3 separate regions of the Mus musculus genome follow, and all the other regions are linked to region 1. The links are chromatin contacts, called in public Hi-C maps. All regions are on one chromosome and are shown on one strand. Each heading gives the region's core, a stretch centred on a gene start, on an enhancer-like site or on the middle of the called end of the contact. The rest is flanking DNA. Distances are from core to core; before and after follow the strand shown. Region 1 overlaps Gm15518 (a long non-coding RNA gene). Region 2 overlaps Gm4827 (predicted gene 4827). Region 3 overlaps Bbx (bobby sox HMG box containing).

Region 1 (3,952 bases), core at 637-3,136:
GAGGCAGTTTGATGGCCAGTTTGAAAGTGTTAGTGTACTACGTAGGGCACGGACAGATAATAAAGGGGACACTCTGGGTTGAAACAAGGTGCTAAGAGTGGAACCATAAATCAGATTAGAATTTTGTGCCTGAATTAAAATTACACAATTACAGGATTCTAATGCTCGAGGCATTACTTAGATCTGTTAATATGAGGTGGCCATTGCTCTCCCTCTTGCATTTTAAATTCTATAAAACAGCCTATAAAAATGTGAATTCAAATCATTCTTATTTATTTAACAGAGTAAATTTCTAATTTAAGAATAAGCAGTTTAAGGTTTGTAGTTGTTAGACACATTAAGTTGGAAAAAAATGAAGCTATAATCACTGTAATTTCACAAACAGGGTCACACAATTCCACCTTCTAAAATTCTATTGTAACATTGTTTTAAATATATAAAACATATTAACGGGGGTTGTAGCTAGGACCTCAACAGATTGCCTTCTGCATGATAACCTTGCATTCTGCCACTGAGCTACACTCTTAGTCCTCTCAAGACCTTTCTTACTTGTACACAAATTTTAAGAACAGCGTCTGGCCCAATTTTAGGATGGCCAGTGGATCATCTGGAAGCCTACATCTTCATACTGTGTTGTGTTCAGGGAGCACAGAGTGCCTGCTCATCATCCATGCTGGGAGCTCTGAGCCAAATCCACAGGCGTCTCGTGTTCTCACACAGGCTCTCTTGAAACCCGTGAAGGGATGGGGCATAGCACCAGATGACATAGGGTTCTCATACCTATTTGCATGGGCATGTTCTCTGTGAACCCTTCCAACAGAGGTTCTGATACTCTTAAAAAACAAACCACAAAAGTAAAAACCTAAGCACTGCTTGCAAATTTAAGGGAAAGGGAAAGGGGGAGGTGGAGAAACCTTGTTTGGATTGATTGAGAATTTGTTCAATTTGATCAGTGAATACAATTATAACTTTGTTTTATCGGTGAACTACAGCATCTCAACGGAAGATCATATTGTTCTAATAAATGAATGGTATATTCGGGGGAGAGGCTGCCCAGTTGCATGTCACCTGTATGAACTATTACTTTAGACTTACAGGAGAGCTGCAACAGTTCAACAGATTTCTACATATCTGTTTCCCAGATTCTCAATATGGTAACAATTTATCATAATTTCTATTGTTTTTTTTTTTAGTGAAAGCTTTTAATGACTAGTTAACAATATTATGTCATGGTGATTCTTTTAAATTTAGCATAATCTTAGGCACCTGCTTGGTAGAGACTTGAGAAATAGCATCCAAAAACCATACTGCCTGTTAGGTTTTTAAATTAACATGCTAGTTGTACATAGTAATGGAACATGTTGTATGTGGGCCAGAATCCAATCAAGGTAATCAGGATTGAACTATTATGTCATGACTTATCACTTTCATCTTTCTATATACAACTCTAGCTCCCCCTCCCCCCAATACACACATAGTCGTCTCCTGAACCATTTACACTGCTGGCATGATGCCCTTTTATGGCTAAATCATTATGTGTACTATTTTACATAAATTCTTTTCAATTACCACGGCTCAAAACCAACTTAAGAAATTAAGATGCAATTTTCTAAAGTATAGACCTTACCCAACCTTTTCCTTTTGTGCTAAAATGTACTTTGTAGCACCAGTCTACATCTCCTTACTGATCCAGGGTCCAATCTAGAGCAGTGCTGTGTTCAGGTGTCATGCTTCTGCTCTCCCCTATAGTCAGGGACAATTCCTTGGTCCTTGTACCTCATCTAGTCACTTTTGAAGCACACAGGCTGTTTGTACAAGCCTCTCAACTGGGACGTGGCTGTCATTTTGTTATTATATTCAGGCTATGCATCTCCAGTATGACCAACAACTGTGTGCCCTCTTCAGGTGGTAAACGGTAGTTGTCCAAGACTGGTGATGTTAACTTTGATCAACTTAATGTAAGTGGTATGTACCGGATTTTCCAGTGTATATTGACAGTTTTCTCTCTTTGTGGGTTACTTTTTCTACAATGAAACCATGCAGTCACCCCATTTCTCATCGAGCTTCCCCCTAGTCGTTTCGGCATTCACTGATGATTCTCCCTCCAATTAGCTAGCATGGTACCTGCAGCTGGTGTTTTTCTAAGTGCAGCATCCACGTTGTCACACATCAGACATCCTATTGTAAGGAGTCGTATCTATATGGGCCTGTGGTTATACAGTTCATTATTATGATGCTCAACTTGTCTCTGTATCTGGCTGTTCATTGGATATTTCCCCAACATACTTTGAGTACTTTATGGCAGAGCCAGACATTTTTGGTACATATATACTTTCCTTCCCAGTTTAGGAATCAGTTCTCTAAAAGGAATGCGTTGGTTTCATTTGTTTAAAAAAATTCTAAGAAGATAATTTAGATATCAATGTTTGAATTCTAGGCATTGCACAGACTTGTAGTTGGGTAGTCCCTGCCTCTAGACCAGTGGTTCTCCACCTTCCCAATGCTGTGATCCTTTAGTACAGTCCCTCATGTTGTAGTAACCCCCAACTGTAAGATTATTTTCATTGCTACTTTGTAACTATAATTTTGCTATTGTTACAGACTGTAAGTATCTGTTGTTTTCCAATGGTCTTAGGTGACCTTCAAATGGGGGCCTGACTCACAGGTTGAGAACCAATGCTCTAGACCCTTGCAGAGCATATAATTAGGGAATGGGGAAGGGGGGTGGTTCTGTAGGTAAACGGCTTGCCGTGCAGTAGGAAGATCCCCAGCACCCACTACAAAGCCTGCTGTGGTCAAATGTGCTTGCGAACCCAGCACTGGGAGATAGAGGAGGAGGGAGGGAGATCCCTAGAACTCGCTGGTCAATGAAGCTATTGGTGACATCCATGTGAGAAACCTTATCTCAAAAATGACACATGTTGACCTCTGGCATCCACAGCTACAACAGAACCTAGGCAAAGAAGTTGTTTCACATTTTCTATTTGGCTATTGCACTGAGCACAGCAGAGGAGCTCCATATTGCCTATCATCCCACTGTGGATTACTCCCTTTTATAGATTAAATGAACTGTCTTACTTGCCATTGTATTGACTGCCATTGTCTTGGGTGGTAGTTTATGATAGAAATCAACTTTTCTCTTATCTAAACTAATTGGGAGTTTTAGTGAACACCAAAGGTGTCTGTGTATAAATGTGTTATATATCTAGAAAGTAAGAGCCAAGAAAAAGAAAAATTTAGGGAAGAAAGGTACTAGGATTTAAAATTATATTTTAATATGTTTTTCCTAAACATAAAAATAAACGTAAGCATTTTTAAGTCAAAATTTACTATGAAGTGATTTTTACTTCTTCAAACTAATGAAGGGTATCTGTCTGTCTCTCTGTCTATCTACCTACCTATTGTGTGTGTGTGTCTATGTGTGCACACTTGTGTCTAGGTGTACACATGTGTACAAACCACTGGAGCTGGGGATAAAACCCCAGTTATTAGACTTAGTAGCAAGAGCCTTTACCCACTGAGTCATCTTGCCGGTCCATGAGTTTGAACTTCAGTCCCCTGCTTCACCTGGAGAGCTACATCATAGGTGTGCATCACCAACTTGTTTCTATAGTGCTGAGGATCAAATCCAGAGCCTGCCTGTCAGACAAGAACTGTGCTAACTGACCCAGACCCCCAGCCCAGAAAAGCTACTCTTCAATAATGCTTATGTGGCTGACTTAGAAATCATAGTCTAGAAAAATTGCTGAGTAGGGTGCCTAATAAAGGACTGTCACTACCAGAGGGTGACCATGGGATTCATCATGGTGGCTTCTACAGAACCATGTTTGCAGAGCTGACTCCATGTGAATGCATAGGTTGCAGACACAGGCATAGGCATCGTTTCCCTCGTTACAGTAGCTGAGCCAAATATGGCAGAGCTACTATTTCAAATACTAGATTTCACCTGTTA
Region 2 (4,401 bases), core at 1,568-4,067, 280 kb before region 1:
GTTCACTGTAAGCATCTCTTGGTTGAACAGAGAACTGAGAAAGATCTTCCCTTTCAATGACAATATTTCTACATTGTCCAGCTATTTCCACGGATGCTGCTGCAATGATAATGTGTGCTGAAGTCTTTTTCTTTGAAGTTTTCCCAGGTTTGGGTCTGGGCTTGGCAACTCTAACTACAAGGTCTCCATCTTTCCTTCTCACACACTACCCTTCCGCTTAGGCATGCAGAGTTTTGACAGGTAGGCATGTTTCTTAATATACCTGACAACACCATCAGGATCTCATCGGGGACTTCTCTTGTGATGTCCATGGAGAGAATTCAAAGGTGACCCACAGTTTAGGGTAGAAGATGATACAGTTTATTCCAGAGAAATGCTAATAGTACAGTAACCAAAGAGACAAGTGCACAAACTTTAAGCCCCTGGAACAGTCAGCTTTCCTAAGAGACATCTTTTTCTTTCCAGGTGATTGACAGGCTCATTTGGATCAACACGTGCGTGTGTGTGTGTGTGTGTGTGTGTGTGTGTGTTTTGATAAAGCTTAGTTGACAGAACCAGATGACAAGCTACTTTTGTTCCTGGGTGTGTTCTTTGATGATCCTTGGATCAACTCTGACAGGAGCGGGTATTAGTGCACCCTTGTTCCTGTTCATTTAGACGAGGTCTCATGCATTCTGTCTGGCTTCAATCTGGAATTCGTTATGTAGCTGAGGATGACCTTAAACTTCCGGTCCTCTTGCTGTCTCTTCTTGAGAACTGGATCATAGGTGTGTGCCTCTGTGACTGTTTATGTGGCGACTTGCTCTTTATCAGAAGGTTTCCTGCTATACAGTAACCTTATAAGGTTTAGAGTTCCTGAGCCAGGTTTTCACGGTTACCCATTAATCATATCCTGGCATTTCAGAGCATCGCACCAGGGCCAGAGATGTGGTGAGGAAGCTCCAGTTCTTTGCTTTTCCACGTTGCTGATTCTGAGAAGGTAGCCCAGCCTGAATGTCCTCTCATCCTGCTAATATCTAACCGGCTACCTAGCAACATGATGGTTGTCCTACTTCCGTTTCTGGTGCTGGGATAAAATATCCCGATATAAAAAAACAACTTATGGGAGAAAGGGCCTATTTTAGCTCACAATTCCAGCTTATAGTCCATTATTTTGGGGGGAAGTCACACTGGCAGGAGCTTGAAGCAACTAGTCGGAGCACATCCGCAGTCTAGAGCAGAGAGAAATAAATTCACCTGTGCTTGCTTGCTTTACTCTAATACAGCCCAGGACTCAACCCCAGAGACACTGCATACAGCGGGCCGGTTGGCTGGGTCTTTCCACACCAATTAATCTAAGAAAGAAAAAAGCCCCTCCTAGGCATGCCCACAGGCTAGCCTGATCTAGGCAATCCCTCACAGAATCAACAAGGATTCTGTCCCTTTCTAGGTACTCCACTTTAGGCAAAGACTGTAGCCTGCTTCTTAAGCTCTAAAATGAGTTAATAATAGAATCTGATAGGTTTTCTTGAGGATTTAATGAGGTAATGAATGTAATTATAATGGCAAGCACAATGCCTGACCTGAAACAGATGCTTGGCAGCCACTAGCTCTTACGAATAATGTTTTATTCAATCAGGAAAGGCAGGTCTAAATGCTGAGGAAGCTCAGGGCGAGGTGGGAACGTCTGGAGAGGTATGCATTCTGTTTCTGGTGGGGTTTTTTCCTTGCTTTACTTAATACAGCCTAGGACCCAAATGCCAGAGAATAGTACTGTGTACACCGAGCTGGGTCTTTCCATTTAACCTAAGTAGGAAAAAAGCCCCTCCAGGCATGCCCATAGGCTAGCCTGATCTAGATCAGCCTAACCTGATCATAGCTGGCACCCCCACACATTGTATCCAATACTCCATGATTCAAAAGGTAATGAACGAGAAAGTGGTGGGCTTCAATTCCCAACCCTATTAATACCACAAGATTTGAGCTACATAAACCACTAGTATGAAATTGCTGGTATTCATTAAACCTTGACAATATGAATTATGTTTAGAAATAATGAATACACACACATATATAGTGTTTTGTTTGTTTTGGCTGTTTTGAGACAGGGTCTCAGTTTCTAGCCTAGGCTGGCCTGAAATAATATATTTTTAAATTAAGTCACTTGCCTGGAGGTCGGCCTCGTACTGGCATTTAGTGACATCTCAGTAAAGGCAGGGCATAGGCAGTATGAACTTTTTACACCGTGATTGTTTCACAGGAGTGACAACTGCGAGAACTTCTCATTCCCTTCGTCTGCCCTCACTGTTTCACCAGGTTTGGGTAGGAAGCACATGCCTGGTGTTCTGTGGAAGTGGTGGAGTGGGAGGAGGTTAACTGCAAGCTTTATCTCTCTCTGCTGCCAGTCGTCCAATTCTATGCTTTTCTCTGACTTTCATCAGTGATGAGGTCATCCCAGCGCGAGAAAAGCAAACTCCTATCTTTCAGATTCGATGAAGGCTAGCATTGTTTAGTCTGCATAAATAGAGGCCAGACCCATAGAGCCCAGGAGGCAAGCGGCTCGCCCTCTAGCGGTTTCACTGGCTAATGCCGGTCACTCACCGGAGCACTGACAGGAAGGCGGGAGCGTGAGGGCTAAAATGTAAGTTAAAATTAGATCAATAGTCAGCTTGGCTGTCTCAATCAATGCTTCGCAGGGAGAGCATACAACCATCTATTTATAAGCTAAACCCGGTATTATCTTCCTCTTTTAGGACGCAGAGATCCATTACTGCGCGCGGCAGGGGAGAGGATGCTGCGCGGAGGTTCCTGCCACTTTACAGCTCACTGGCTCGCGCTACCTCACCAGCCTGGGATGGGACGCTGCTGAAAGACCAGCCTAGCCTTCGGCTCTTCTCTCTGCGCAGGACCTTAGGGTCCCGTGCCCCTGCTGTGTCCCCTAACCACTCACTCTCGCCAATCCCGTGCAGCAATCGACCGCATCCTAAGTTTTAAATTGACAAGGTCAAATAGGGAACCTAGTGCATGGGTGAGTTTGCGGAGGGGTATAGGGCAAATGCATTAAAAATAACAGAACTCAAGGGCCCTCCTACAGAAACAGGCCACACATCAGCTGGATTCTAAACACAGGCTTGACTGCCCTTTTAAAAGGTTTTCCAACTAGCTCCCCCACTGACCTGAATTATTCATCCTTGCTCAGGCAAATGTTGCTGTCAATAACTGGGGTTCCTCCTCCTCCTCCTCCTCCTCCTCCTCCTCCTCCTCCTCCTCCTCCTCCTCCTCCTCCTCCCCATCAAAACAGGAATAGATATAGATTTGTGTAGCAGGCCAGTGAAGTTCTTAAGTTAAGGTCTGGGAGAGGTGGAACTCCACTAGCCCCAGTCTGCCCCCCGGGAAGGTATCTCTGATACACAAAATAGATCTACAGGAAGCTATTGTGTTGCTGTGGTTAAACTGCAGTTTTTCAAATGAGAGAGAGAGAGAGAGAGAAAAAAAAAACAGAGACAGAAGGGGGGGGAGAGACAGAGAGAGACAGAGAGACAGAGAGACAGAGACAGAGAGAGACAGAGACAGAGAGAGACACACACAGACAGACAGAGGGAGAGGAGGGACAGGGACAGAGAAAGAGAAAGGAATTTGATTTGGCGCCCTCACAATGCAAGATCAAACCATAATTTTTCAGAAAAAAAAACTTGTATCATATATATATATATATATATATATAATATTCTAACTTTTGTTTTTCTGTATCTGGAATTTTTCTTTCATAAGCATGCACTATTTTTATGATAGAAAAACTTTAAAGGCCTAAAGAACTTTAATATTAGCATAAATGTACATTAAGTATATTTTTAGAGTGGATCTATTAGCTGCTATATCATTTGACATAAAAGGCTTTTGAACTAAAGATAGGAACTGTTGTATTCTTTATTTAGAAATAGTATCTTCCATCCCCTTCCAATTCTTGTTGGCTTACCTCCAAAATAGTCTGCATCTGTCGCTTCCTCGCCATCTTTGCAGCTCCTCTCGGGGACAAGCCACCATTCATCAGCTTTCACCTGGATACCCAAAATATCTTGTCGGCAGTTTCTTACTGCCACCTTTCCCCAAAGAGGGGCTTCACTTGCCACTGTAGCAACCAGATTGGTCTTTTAAAATGTAAATCAGATATTCCTTTTTTTTTTTCTTTTCGAGACAGGGTTTCTCTGTGTAGCCCTGGCTGTCCTGCCTTGGTTAGATGATGTTCTTTCCCATAGCCAGAATGTAGTCTGCTGGGGTTTATCTTCAGGGTCATTTTGACTGGGCTTGGAATGACCTGGGAGTTGTGTGTCCCTTGGATGTGTCTGCTTCCAGAGAGGTTTAACCAAGGAGGAGCTGAGGTGTGTCATGAAGGCAGGTGGTATCATTCCATGGGTTGAGGTC
Region 3 (4,275 bases), core at 1,571-4,070, 440 kb before region 1:
GCTTCGGGATGACCTACATGGTAATACATGAACTTTAAGTTCCATGTCTCTCCTAACACACGAAGCTTTTTCTCTGGTGTCTAATGGGGTCTGGGATGCTGGAAGCAGCATGCCAGCAGCTTTACTGTTCTGCCTTGGGTGGAGGTAGGCAAGGCACCCAGTTTTGAATCTGCCATGCAGTCCCCAGATGTTAGTAGAAATGGAGTTGTTATTGATGAGACTTAATTACTTAAATATTGTTGACATATATTGAGCAAAACTTTGAAGACCCAGCTCTGAAAAGTGTGAATCCTTTACTTACAAGAGAACATAAATTCATACATAGCCAGAAAGATGGAACTCAATTTGAGCATCAGAAAATCACTCGTCGTTTCCAGTGACTCGCTAGTTATTGACTCTGATGCCATTCCCAGTACTCAGTTATTCAGGTGGTAATACTGTACTACCCGGGCCCTGTCTCATCCTTTCTTATACCTATGGCCACATCACTGTCTGTTAAACTTTGTGAAACTTTGCTTTGCGGGGCGTAAATATAGAAAGACAGGATGAAACCACAGTACAAGGTACTTTTAGAATGTGTCAGAAAGAAGGGGAACGTGTCCACCGCCTAGAATCGGCAAGATTTTTCTTGTCAACTGAGAAGACCTACCGTAGTCAGTTTGTCTTTCCATGGAATGTGGTGACTAAAGATTTTTAACTCCACAATGGTGGTATGATGATAGTTAGTACTTAATGACACTTAGAGGGCTTTTCTTTTTGTGAGGTTTTAAAATTTTGATTGTGACCCCATTGAATTAAGGACAGTTATTAGCCCCAAACACCTGATTTAAAAAAAAAATGTAGGTCAATTAAACGATAAAGACAGAAAAAAACAGAATTCTTTCTACTTAAGCACTTTGGACATTACTGTTTCATTTTTCCAAGCAGATCTGTCAACTTTTAGCCCTCATTGGGTTTGCTGTAATCCTAGCATCCTGGAGACTAAGGTGGGAGGGGGTTGCCTTGAACTTTAGGGAAGCCTGGTCTATCTAATAAGTGCCAAGCTAGCCAGGGATATGTTCAAAATCTCCATCAGAGTAGTTTCTTTGCAATTTGTAATATAGTTCCAGGAATTAATGGCAGGCAGCCTGTTTGTACAGGGAGATCTTTAAATGTGATCCATACAGCCCTAACTGGATCTGTTTCCCATGTTTGGAACTGTAGCTCTATAACTCCAGCAAAGTCTCCCAGAATCATAAATCTGGCTCCTTCATTCCTTTCTCTTTTCATTCAGCATCTGACTTGTTTTAGTTCACGGGAGACCAACCAAAGGCAATGAGATTTCAAATACAGCCATAATGATTTCAATGCAACTGAATTTCCCAGTTGGAATGTAAATTCCCGATTCTAGTAGCCTCGTGGGGTGCAGTCCAAGTACAGTGCTGTTTTCCCAAAGAATACTCTTCCACATTTGGGGAGCACTTTGGAAAACAAAGCCGTCTCTTTCTGCCACCGTCTTAATGTGGCTCCAGGAGTAAGCTGGCATTATCACCCTCAGATGATGCACTTCACGTGTGCTATGGTTATTGTCGAGTGTGAAAGCCAGCCCTGTGGACTTGTTCCAGTGCCTGAGGAATTTTGTGTGTTCAATTAAAAGTCTAAAGAGAAGTGACTAATGTGCTTTGGATGGCAAAGTCTTTCTTTCCTCACACATCCGCTTGTTTGAGTGGGGGAAGAAAGGCTTGATTTCCTCCCGAGCTGTTTGAGTTTGTGCCCCACATGCCCTGCCTCTCACTTACTTTGCTTTGGTTGGTGTGGCTGAGTACTGTTTTGTCACAGAGGACTATGTATTTGACTCACCCTTACTGTCCTCAGGTCTTCCATCTTAGTAGATTGTCCCTGAGGGGGTGACCCTGTACATAGGCCTCTGTGCATAGCTGTGTTTTCTGGATTTAATATCAAGGCAAAGTGTGGGGCAAGTGAGACCTTTAGCTCTCCATTCATTACCTCTCTAACACGGTCTTAGCTCTTATTCCATACCTTTGTCAGGTATGAATAATCTGCAGGGTCTATGATTTCTTCTAGATCTGATACTAGGTTTAGGTGAAATGATAATAACAATAATAGATTTAGCTGTGTAAGTTCATTCGGGGGCGCTGACACAGAGTTCCCATGGGACTATATTATACATTGCCTTGCACCTAGTCTGTAACTTGTTACTTCTTTGCTTTCTCCTAATAAGCTGACATCTAGAACTTGACTGTTACTCCTGTCTGCATGTGGACCTGAATTCTCCTCCTGTACCTGGCCTTTAGCAGCCATGCCTTTGGTCTCTAATGTGTCTTTATCAGGGTCATCTGAAGAGACTTTCAAAAGAGCAATACTTAGTAGAATGCTGTTACCTCAGGGCTCACCAGTGAAAATCAATAAGTTAAAACAATGCTAATCCACAAGTGTCCCTCCTAATTGGGACCCTGGACTGACAAAGATGCTTCTTCTTCTCAACACCATTATTTTCTATAAAACTGTTAGTGTAGGCTATGTGGCGAAACTACCCTTTTAGGTCTGAGTGTCTTCTTTAGAGTTAACCCAGCCCAGTTCACATCTGTATGTAGAAACACATGGTCCCACAGTTAGTAAACTGCAGTTCAAGAGGAGATGAGTCCTTGTGTCTGTGGCTGGATTCTCTGAAATCTTGTTATCTCAGGAAGTCAGATGATGTTTCACAAACCACTTGGCCTTTTCTTTTCCTAACACAATTTTCTTTTCACCGTTGGACCCTGTGCTTTGCACTTCTTACCACACGTTTTAGATTTTTTTTAGCAAAGGGAAATGAGTATGTTTTGGGGATCCCCACCTGTGAAGTAGCAGTGGCACTGGGGAGTTGAGCAGAAATCCCTCCAGAGTGACAGGAGGGATAAGCAAAGCTGAGGCTTATGAAAGTGCAACAGACATTATTTGATGTTCATTGCAAATCCAGGTTGGGCTTCTTTCACCTTGTCTGAAGCTTTGAGTTTTAAGGCTATCTAGTCATTAAACTTACTTGAATTATTCCTAACTAAATTGTAGCAAATTTTTTTATTAAAGCTTTTATATTTAAAGAGCTTACATATATATTTCCATTGGCCCATGCTAAGCTAAGAAGCAAAGAACCAGTAGTCTAAGCCTGAGTACCTATGATGAAAGCTATTCTGCTCTTGAACCTGGGACTAGGTCTAAATTATAAGAAGGCCTTTTCTCTGATTGTGGAGTCCATACTTTCGATAGTGCTTAGAGGCATGCTTACCGGGTGTTTTGAGGCAGTGCTGTGAAACCAGTAATTGCTGCCTTAAGCCTGTCCCCACACAGCCATTTGTGTTGCAGTACTGAGATACTGATACACGGCCAAAAAGAAGTCCATACTCTATTTTGGTGGAATTGTAGTAATTTTCCTATGTGTTTGGAGTATGAATCAACCTCTTCATTTCAGATATCTATGATTTCCAGGGCAAAAAAAAAAAATCTCTAATTTGTAGTCCTCTTTTGTCAAGGCTATATCTAAAATCACTATAGAGCTAGATTAAAATTTTCAATTAGACTTAGAGGAGTATTTATACCAGCAGTGAGTTTCACACACTTAGAGCTGTTCTTACTAGATTTTTCTCTTGCTCTTTTTTTTTATACTGTACATATATTTTTGTTTTTGTTTAGTTGGTTGGTTGGTTGGTTGGTTTTTCAAGACAAAGATTCACTGGTTGTTCTAAAACTCACTCTGTAGAGCAGGTTGACCTCAACTTTAAACATCCTTTGGCCTCTGCCTCCCAAGTCATTTCCTGACCTAGTCTTCCCTTTTCTTTGTCAAAAATGATTTCTGTGCCTACTATTAGGAGATTGAATGACTACTAACGTTTTTCCTGTCCAAAACCTTAGCTCAGTCACTGGCATAAAAAAAAAAAGAAAAAAGAAAAAAAGCACCAATCATGAAACTTGATTGCTTTTACTTTTATAAATCTATTTATTTTAGATGTATGGATGTTTTGCCTCCTTGTGTAAGTATTTTATGTTCAAGTATGTCTGCATATTACATGTGTGCTAGTGTTCTCCGAGGCCCAAGGACAGTATTGAATTCCCTGGGACTGGAGTTCCAGAGGGTTATTATTTGCCACATGGGCGCTGGGAATCAAACCCAGGTCCTCAGGAAGAGCAGCCACTCGGCTTAGTGCTGAGCCGCCTCTCTAGTCCCATAGGATATTTACTTTTTTTAATGATTACTATACTGTAATTACATGTTTCTTTCTTTTTTTTTAATTTCAAAAT

What was found. Hi-C and Micro-C count contacts between places; a contact is called where the count stands out from the background.
Region 2: a Hi-C map of the Ba/F3 cell line shows a contact between it and region 1, with 4 times the contacts expected there. The contact joins two enhancer-like sites. A contact is called at or near these places in 2 of 15 datasets of contacts at CTCF or cohesin (large pre-B cells and pro-B cells), 72 of 484 Hi-C or Micro-C datasets (B cells, the Ba/F3 cell line, the C2C12 cell line and 47 more), 14 of 115 datasets of contacts at active chromatin or transcription factors (the 230-238 cell line, CD8 T cells, DN3 thymocytes and 8 more) and 1 of 9 other capture datasets (embryonic stem cells).
Region 3: a contact with region 1 is called in a Hi-C map of Th2 cells, with 2.5 times the contacts expected there. The contact joins two enhancer-like sites. A contact is called at or near these places in 1 of 15 datasets of contacts at CTCF or cohesin (pro-B cells), 8 of 484 Hi-C or Micro-C datasets (Th1 cells, Th2 cells, bone marrow-derived DN3 thymocytes and 4 more) and 1 of 115 datasets of contacts at active chromatin or transcription factors (CD8 T cells).

Annotation. Positions count from the first base shown.
Region 1 is chr16:49,764,430-49,768,381 of GRCm38.p6, reverse strand. It overlaps Gm15518 (a long non-coding RNA gene), which reads left to right. Exons shown (of 5, transcript XR_003951928.1): 4 at 1-3,952. Ift57 (intraflagellar transport 57) reads right to left here. Exons shown (of 11, transcript NM_028680.3): 11 at 3,256-3,952. Among named protein-coding and RNA genes, the nearest start is that of Gm15518, 9.5 kb to the left of the region's middle. Within about 2 kb of position 1,886, at least 42 of the 459 cell types and tissues checked have an H3K27ac peak or open chromatin away from gene starts, as enhancers often do. A contact at or near this core is called in B cells, the Ba/F3 cell line, CD8 T cells and 10 more, where this site is marked.
Region 2 is chr16:50,044,372-50,048,772 of GRCm38.p6, reverse strand. It overlaps Gm4827 (predicted gene 4827), which reads left to right. Exons shown (of 4, transcript NR_045935.1): 2 at 2,733-3,007. Among named protein-coding and RNA genes, the nearest start is that of Gm32101, 3.1 kb to the left of the region's middle. Within about 2 kb of position 2,817, at least 139 of the 459 cell types and tissues checked have an H3K27ac peak or open chromatin away from gene starts, as enhancers often do. A contact at or near this core is called in B cells, the Ba/F3 cell line, CD8 T cells and 10 more, where this site is marked.
Region 3 is chr16:50,203,511-50,207,785 of GRCm38.p6, reverse strand. The region is part of intron 14 of Bbx (bobby sox HMG box containing); the gene reads left to right. Among named protein-coding and RNA genes, the nearest start is that of Gm4827, 130 kb to the right of the region's middle. Within about 2 kb of position 2,820, at least 26 of the 459 cell types and tissues checked have an H3K27ac peak or open chromatin away from gene starts, as enhancers often do. A contact at or near this core is called in CD8 T cells, Th1 cells, Th2 cells and 1 more, where this site is marked.